Regions from separate parts of the Ovis aries genome. Here region 1 is linked to region 2. Evidence: chromatin contacts called from public Hi-C data. All regions are on one chromosome and are shown on one strand. Each heading gives the region's core, a stretch centred on a gene start, on an enhancer-like site or on the middle of the called end of the contact. The rest is flanking DNA. Distances are from core to core; before and after follow the strand shown.

Region 1 (4,037 bases), core at 1,018-3,517, 240 kb before region 2:
ATCATTTAAAATCATTAAAGAAAAATTGGATTTTATACTTAAAGATGGAAACATTTCTTGCCATTTGTAGAGCTTATGAAACTCAACTTCATTATCAATGTTCAATCACTAGTGAAAGTGAAAAGAAACTTTATTTAATCATTGAGTTGAGTTGTCTTTAAATATAGCTTTGGCCTGTTTTGTGAGTTTTTTCTCTTATTTTCTATTAGTAGGCATAACTGTGTGCTCATATTTGCTATGACATATCATAACTGTACCTTCTTTTCAACAGCTCATGAAAACTCTACTTTTATGGTGCAGAATAAAACCCCATCATAATTTTACTTTCTTCTGAGGAAATTCCTGAAATATAAGTTTAAATATTAGAGACAGTGAGACAGAGGCCATTGCTTAAAACCACAATGGAAATTTGACTCATTCTGAAACTTCAAAACTGCAATGCGCTACTAAAAATAATTATTCATCCCTACTGCCTGGCAAGATTTCTTCTTGGATATTCTATACTTGGGAAATGCACTGCAAGTAACTCACCCTTCTTTCAACCCTTGGTTTGCTGTAAGCTATTGAGCCCTGTGTTGACATTAACCACCTCCCAATGCTTTCTTACACATCTCTCCCTGCACCAATCAGAACAGAGGAGGTTTATCTAGGCCATGTGTGCTTATTAAGGATATCATTCATTGAATTAAAAATTAAAAGTGAGCAATTCTGTGATGTGATTGCAGTAATTAAAGTACAAAAGGAAAGGTTGGTGTCACATTTAAAAATGAGCCTTGGAGTAATTGGATAGAGAACTGATAAAAGAACAATCTGCTTACTTTGCTTGTAGAGCTCTTCAAATTAATAAAAGCCAATGTACAGCTGTCTGTCTGAGACAGCTTGTCCTGTCTAGAAGGCCAACAATAAATTATTATTGTTTTTCCCCAATACGTAGGTCCCCATTTTGGTAATACACACTCAGCCTCTCAAAACTTGTCTGCAGCTCAGTAGAAATACAGGTTCGATACAAATGAAGGACAGACACCATTTCTCATGGTGCATGCTGTGCTACTGCTCACCATTTGTCTCAGGAAAAAGTGACATTTTTTTCAGCTTCATTGAAATGTAACTGACAGATAAAAATTGTGTGTATTTAAGGCACATAGCATGATGGTATGGTTTATGTACAAGTTGTGAAATGATTATATTTATTTTATCCTTAAAAAATAAGTAACCCATATGCATAAAGGAATATTAGAAAATATAGTATTGTATTACTGTGATATTATTGTAATAATATTATAATATTTCCAATTGTAATATTGGAAGATACAATATTAGAAAATACAGAACAGCAGGCCAGAAAAGATAATCAAGTATACGTACAGCCCTCTCTTCTGGGAAGAGGTTGTCAATATGCTGTGTACATATACACTATTATATGTGACTTCTTTTACTTATCATATATCCAAGGCCTTTTCTGTGTTTTTGAAGAACCTGGAAAAATATTGAACGAATATGCAATGCTCTATTAAGTGGTTATACCAGCACTTAACTAACAATTGCATTTTTATATTGCTTTTTCCAGTTCTTTAAACTGTAAAGAACAAAGTAGGGGTAACACTGCTATGCCATCCTTCCCCCCTCGCCCCACAAATCCAAATGTTTAAGTCCTAACTTAATACTGTGTCTGTGTTTGGAGTAAGGAAGTAATTTAGATCAAAAATGACAGAATTCCAAATTTAAAAAATCATTATTCTAGAGTTATAAAAAAAAATGCCAGGATATATAGGAGTGCTTGAACATGAACTTAAATTCTCATAAGACTTAGGGAACAACAGTTTAGGAATAAACACAGCTCTCAGATTCAAAGGGATGGCTATGTCCGTCTCTGTCTCACCTTTCATGGTGGTGGCAAACCCATGAGAGAATGAAATCTCAGGACACCCCGTGAGTCTTGGGTTTTGCCCGGTAAAAACAGACTGTGTACGTTTCACCTGCTTTTAATGGCTGAGCTTCAGCTTCCTTCCGTTCTTGAAGTTGCTTCCCTTGTTTAGTGGTCTTTGAGTTACCATCATTACCTTTTCAGTGAGATCAGGTCAGCCTCTCACCTTTGTAACTGGGCAGACTCATGGAATCACTCCAGGAAGTTGGCATCATCCTGCCTTTTGCTGTTTTAGGGCATTATATTGTTTTACTTTATATTCGATTGCTTCTATAATGGCATACACACTCATTCCACAGTGTGTGGGTATTTCCTGGTCACCTGGCTGTCTAGTTGATATCCGGGGAACTGCAGAGGTGAGTAAGACATAATCATTTCCTTCTAGTGGGACACAATATAGGCGGGGAATGAGCTGCAAGTCAACCAAGAATAATGTGCATTCCCATGTATGGTTTCAGACATTCATATGTTTAGAAAAAAGTCATGTCCGACTCTGTGCGACCCCAGAGACGGCAGCCCACCAGGCTCCCCCGTCCCTGGGATTCTCCAGGCAAGAACATGAGTGGGTTGCAACTTCCTTCTCCAATGCGTGAAAGTGAAAAGTGAAAGTGAAGTCGCTCAGTCGTGTCTGACTCTTAGCGACCCCATGGACTGTAGCCCACCAGGCTCCTCCGTCCATGGGATTTTCCAGGCAAGAGTACTGGAGTGGGGTGCCATTGCCTTCTCTGATTTTAGAATCTCCAAATATAATAAATTAAACATGCTTTCTGTGATTTCCTTTCTTTTTAACATATTTATGAAAAGTAACTTGGTCTATAAAATGTTATCAAAGTGAAATTGAATCAAAGACACTTTTTAGTGAATTTTCTTACGAAGTATAAATAGGTTACAGAAAACAAAATAAAAACATAAAGTTAGATTTTGTCAGTTAATATGAGAGAAACTAACAGATCGAGGAGGTCAAATGAAGCTTTTGAAAACTTAGCTTAAAAGTCCTACCAGAAGACAAAAATAGAACTATGGTTTTTTTTTCAAAGAAATATAATTCCTCCTCCCTCCACCTCCTCATTCTCTATTCTTTTTAGAATTCTTATGTTAAGTTTACATAGTTCTCTTTTCAGTGTCATTATTTACAACACTGTCACTGTTTCCATAGTTATGCAGAACGACTGTTTCCATAGCAACACTCTTGGTTTCCTAAACAAATACTATCACAGTGTTAATCTTGTTTCACTGTTATTGTGCAATGTTATTAGATACAAAATTCAAAAAATAATATAAGGAGGATTTGAAGCTAGGTGGGTTGGTTTTATTGTTTAGTGCTTTTGATATTAAATTTCAATTTCATATTAAAATACATATCTGTTTGAAAAATAGTGGGAATTTTGCATAGCAAACATGATACCAATTTTATTCACCAGTTATAAAACACTATAATTTAATAAGAGAGTGTTTCAATATGTGAACAATATACAGGAGTTTACCCATCTTCAGATTAAAGTGACTGTTTTTCAGTTGGCCTGGATAATTCAGCTTCCCTAAATCTCTAAAGTCATTTATAAGTCACCCACAGCAATATTTCCCTTTGCCATTTTTGCATTTTAAGTAATTTCTACCCATTTTTGCCTTTTTATTTTACAGCCCCTCAGGAACAACTATGAAACAGACTTCAAGGGAAATTTATGGCTTCCGTTCTCTTTGATTGAAGCCAAAGAGAAAAGTTAGTAGGTTTTGGATCTTTGCTTTTAAACTGGTTCATCATTACCCTTAACTTCTTCTCTAAGAAGCAAGTCATTTGGACTCTTTCAGAAATGGAACTGTGGCCACCCCCAGCTCCCAGCTTATCCAGTTTGCTTGAGTTGGGTGAATTGTCTGCCTCCTCAGAGAGGGCCTCAGGGCACTTGAAGGAGAAGGTGGCCCATCTGCAGGGTGGAGGAACGGGGAAGGTTGCTCTTGTTTACCCAACTTAAGGGAGCTGCATTAACAGTCCTGTAGCCGCCATGTCCTGTTCAGTTCAGTTTAGTAGCTCAGTCGTGTCCGACGTCCTGTTAGATGTTTGTAAAAGGCTGCTGGGCTGCGCACGTCTGCATCTTAGTGCTCTGAGCTCTGCCTC
Region 2 (4,183 bases), core at 1,318-3,817:
ATCTCTCATTTGCAATTATTATCATCTTCAGAGTTTGTCTTATTGTCATGGTTCATTTAGTTATTTTCTTAAAAACTATTAGGTCAGTCTTTAGTGTTCACATTAAAATAACTTGAATTCATTTTATGCCTGTGCTTGCAAACTTTGGGGTGCTGGTTTCTTTATCCCCAGTCAGTGGGTGATTCATACCGGCAATATAGACTGATCTCCAGGTGCTCAGTTTCAAGGGCTGAATGTTTCTACTGTGGCTTTGAGGTCTGGGCCATTACTTAGTCCCAGGGGTAATTCACTGGTTTTCTAGAACCACATCTGCTTCAAGCTATCAGCCAGAAAAGAAAACCAGTCCAAGAAAAAAGTATGAGTGTGATCTGTGAAGATACAGCCATGTACAAGTGTGTATTAAAAGGGCCGCATTTTTCAAGCAATGAGCTTTAAAAGGCACAGAAAGATCCCCTGTCACTTGTAATGAATACTTCCTTCCCCAGAGTGTGGGGTCCTCATTCTGTCCAGCTTGGTTATTTTGCAGGGGATTAAGAAGACTACCATGAACTTGTTCAGGCTATTTTTAAAAGAATTAATAACTATATTTTAAAAGCCCGAATCTTTAACTTTGCTACCAAAATGCAACAGCAGAAGAGGAAATAACACAGGGTAGTGTGAAGAGGTTGACGGGAGCCCATCTGCTCTTGGGCTGGCCCAGGCCGGAGGAGAACAGTGGGAGGGTCATTGTGCCACAGGAAACCACTGCTCCCGCCATCTTTTTACAGCTGGTGATCAGTTCAAGGGTACTGCAGACGGAGCTGTCACTACCCGACTTCACAAATGTAAACGTATCACAGCCTATTTTTAGAGAGGAATTGGCTGTGCTGTTATAATGCTAAAAATTAACCTGCATTAAAATGGAAGTAAACTGCTCCGTGGAATTTAGAGCTCTGCACACACACACACACACACACACACACACACACACACACACACACATTGGCGCACGCACAATGTGCCTTGTTGAAATAACAGTGGAGGTCAAAACATACTCTCAAAATTCTGGAGTCAAAGCACACTCTTACCTCTATGTCCTCCACATTAAATAAAATGTGTTTACAGGTGTGATGGCAGGAACAAACATCTTGATATTTGGAAGAGAAATCTATGACAACCAAACCTTTTTGAGCGGGAAGACCCAAATGCTTTCCTTTTAATTCTTCTTCACCTGCAGAGAGCCAGGGCTGTGAACAAGAGCTGCAGCAAGTCCCCTGGTTTGGGGAAGGGCACGTCTTGCTCTTGTTTGGGCATCAAGAACCCAGCCACCTTCTTTTTCTACTTCTCTGCTTCCCCAGCATCATTCAACACATGTTCTCTGTTTTAGTCATTTTGAGCTGGGCATTAACTGAACTGTCTTTTGTGCTCTGGCAAAGATAATGTATCTGGGTTTCCTTAGTGATATTCTAAACACATTTTTCCTGCGCTCCCATACCGAGTGCATAGTTTTGGAGGAATTCCTGTTGTGTGGGAGGCCAGCTCAGCTCCATTCACACACTCGGGCCCCAGCTGCGGCCCCTGGGCTCAGCCCGATCTTGGTCTCAGCCCCCAGCTGCTCCCCAGCATCTGCGCCAACAACCACAGTGGCCTTTGTGCATCTACTTATTTACTTTATATTTGCGCAGTGTGTTTCAGCACTTTTTGTTTTATCTTCCTTGGAGTAAGTTAAGATTGTGAAAAAAGTTTGCTCCAGGAAAAGGGAGTTCAAAGGCCCACTGGTTCCTTCAACTGCTTAAACAGGGGAGGGGGCAGGAGGTGGGGAAGGAGGGTGGGGAGAAGAGAAAGGAGTGGAAATGAATCAGCACCTTGGGTCATCAGATAAGATGCCCTTCTATTAAAGGATCAAGTCAGGAGACAGGCTAGAGGGAGACTGGCATCAGACAGGGGAGGGGGTGCTGTTATTACTGTCCTTGCTAAAATCTGACTTCATGGGATGACTTTTAAAAATCTCAGTGAAACGGGGTACTGACCTCTCCCGAACAGATGTGCGCAGGAGAGATCTGAGGAGAGAGGAGACCTGAGATGATGTTGACAGCGCTTCTGACCAAGGAAGGTCACTGTGTGACAGTTTCAGGGGGACACCTGCAGCAGGGCTTTGTCAACAGGGTCTCGAATGCAAACGAAATGCAAGCAGTCTCTTTCCGCCAGGAAGTGACACTTGGGGCCGACCCCGAGCAAGGGCACATCTGGAGGACGACTGTTCAGGCGGCGATTGCTTCTCTGGTCCATGACTTCATCTGTCGGGTGTCTGGGAGGGGGCTGGCGAGATCTACTTCAAAGCCTGTATGTCTCTAAGTGTGGCTGGGGGCGCGGACCAGGGGCTGGGCAGTCTTGAAGCGCAGGCGCCAAGCCACCAAAGCCACTATTCTGAGTCTGATTTAACCAAACGCCTGGGGGGAGTGGGGTTCTCAAGTAGCCTAGTGCTTAGAAACCAGTGATATAAATGTTACTCATTGTACGACTGAGGGAGAGACATCACTCACAGGAAGTGATTACAGTTCTTTATCTCCCGGGGCCGCGTCGCTAAGGAAACTCTGACTCAGTGCATGAAAGACAGCCGTCCCTTTGGAGTTCAGGCCAGTTAGTCATGACAGCTCTGGATCCACTGTTATTAATAGTAATCCCGTCCACCAAGTGGACAGTCCTCAGGGCCTGAAAAGAGTCCCACGTGTATAAGCCTGCTTTATTCACATTCGAAGTCAATGTTATCCATCCTCTTTTCTCAGAAAAAGAAATTAGCTGCAGTCTGGTAGGAAAGCAGTCTTCTAGGTTCAAGTTCAAGCCTCATTGCCCTGCTCCCCAATAAATGTTCTGGTTAGATGCACAGGTCTTTAGGCTTCTGTACACAATCCTGCCAATGTGAACCAGCTGCTGTTATGTGACGGGAAAGCGGTGTAGACTGGTGTAAACATGCTGGTGGGGTGCACCTTCACTTCCCTCAATTTTTTAATCAGGAGAGAAATGCTAAGTTGGGCTTGACAGTCACCAAAAAGTTTTCCTGGTTCTGCAGAAGGAACAGTCTTCTGGCACAATTAACTCAGAATAGATCTGTTTCTCTCGGGGCGGAAGTGTTCAGGTTCTAAATCTCATACTTTCATAAGCTACTTTGTTAAAAAAAAAAATCATCTCAGGAATCACTTATTTTCTGGAGATGGCAGTCTTTATTTACACTGGAAAACATGTGGTTTTATGTGGGTTGTCTTTCATTCTTGGTGAGGCGATGAGAAAAGAAAACAAAATTTGTTTAGAGCTGCAGTGAACAAATAATTGGCTGACAGCTAGGTTAACTGTGGAAATCAGAACTTTCCCATGCTATCTGAGGAATGAAAACACATCCTGGTTAGTGATGCTGACCAAGCTTGGAAGGTTAGAGGTGATTCCGTCTCCAGGAATGTGGCCTGGTCTTATTTTAAGAAGGGCCTCTGAGTCATGTGGAGTCATGTTGAAATGTGTGTTGTGTTCTGTAATTTTGAAAAGGAAGCTTGCAGGGAGGAAATGGAACCAGTTCTTCCCCCCCGCCAAAAACTCTGCCCTTTAATGGAAGAAAAGGGCAAGTTGATTCCCACACATCTCACTTGCTCCCTGTGATGCAGGCTCTGATGTCTTTTACCACGGATATAGTCTTAATGTGGTTTGCTGTAACCTTACTTGCTTAGAGTGCTTTAAGTTTGTAACTTGAACTGATCTTACTTAATATTTATCATTAGATGTGGCTGTATGCACTGCTCAGGATCAAATAAAACAGACTAGGGATCACTATGATCTTGACTGATTAGCTATCTGGAGTGATTGCTACAGAGATACATGTACTATTTTTATCAACATAAAATATGAATCATTTTAAGTGAGCTTCAGGTTTCTCAACTCAGAAATATAGGAATAGAGCCAATATTGCCTATACTCCTGGGCGAGCTCCTGGGTGGAGCATCAGAGCTGTTATCACGAGAAGAGGGTTGACATCTCCAGCAGGAGTGAAGAAGGAAAGGAAGTCCCCAGCAACAGGGGCTCAGATTCCTAGCATCATAGGAACTTGCTCATATACATCCACACCTTTGTAATAAACATTCTAAATTTAATAAAACAGATGCTGTAAACTTGGAAACTCAATTTGGGTTATAACTCACCACCTCCAGAATGAGACTTT

What was found. Hi-C and Micro-C count contacts between places; a contact is called where the count stands out from the background.
Region 1: a Hi-C map of tail adipose tissue shows a contact between it and region 2, with 2.5 times the contacts expected there. The contact joins two enhancer-like sites. A contact is called at or near these places in 3 of 16 Hi-C or Micro-C datasets (skin fibroblasts and tail adipose tissue).

The regions. Positions count from the first base shown.
Region 1 is chr13:44,116,166-44,120,202 of ARS-UI_Ramb_v3.0, reverse strand. The region is part of intron 1 of LOC106991526 (a long non-coding RNA gene); the gene reads left to right. Among named protein-coding and RNA genes, the nearest start is that of KLF6, 64 kb to the left of the region's middle. Within about 2 kb of position 2,267, at least 8 of the 54 cell types and tissues checked have an H3K27ac peak or open chromatin away from gene starts, as enhancers often do. A contact at or near this core is called in tail adipose tissue, where this site is marked.
Region 2 is chr13:43,880,640-43,884,822 of ARS-UI_Ramb_v3.0, reverse strand. No RefSeq gene overlaps it. Among named protein-coding and RNA genes, the nearest start is that of KLF6, 300 kb to the left of the region's middle. Within about 2 kb of position 2,567, at least 32 of the 54 cell types and tissues checked have an H3K27ac peak or open chromatin away from gene starts, as enhancers often do. A contact at or near this core is called in tail adipose tissue, where this site is marked.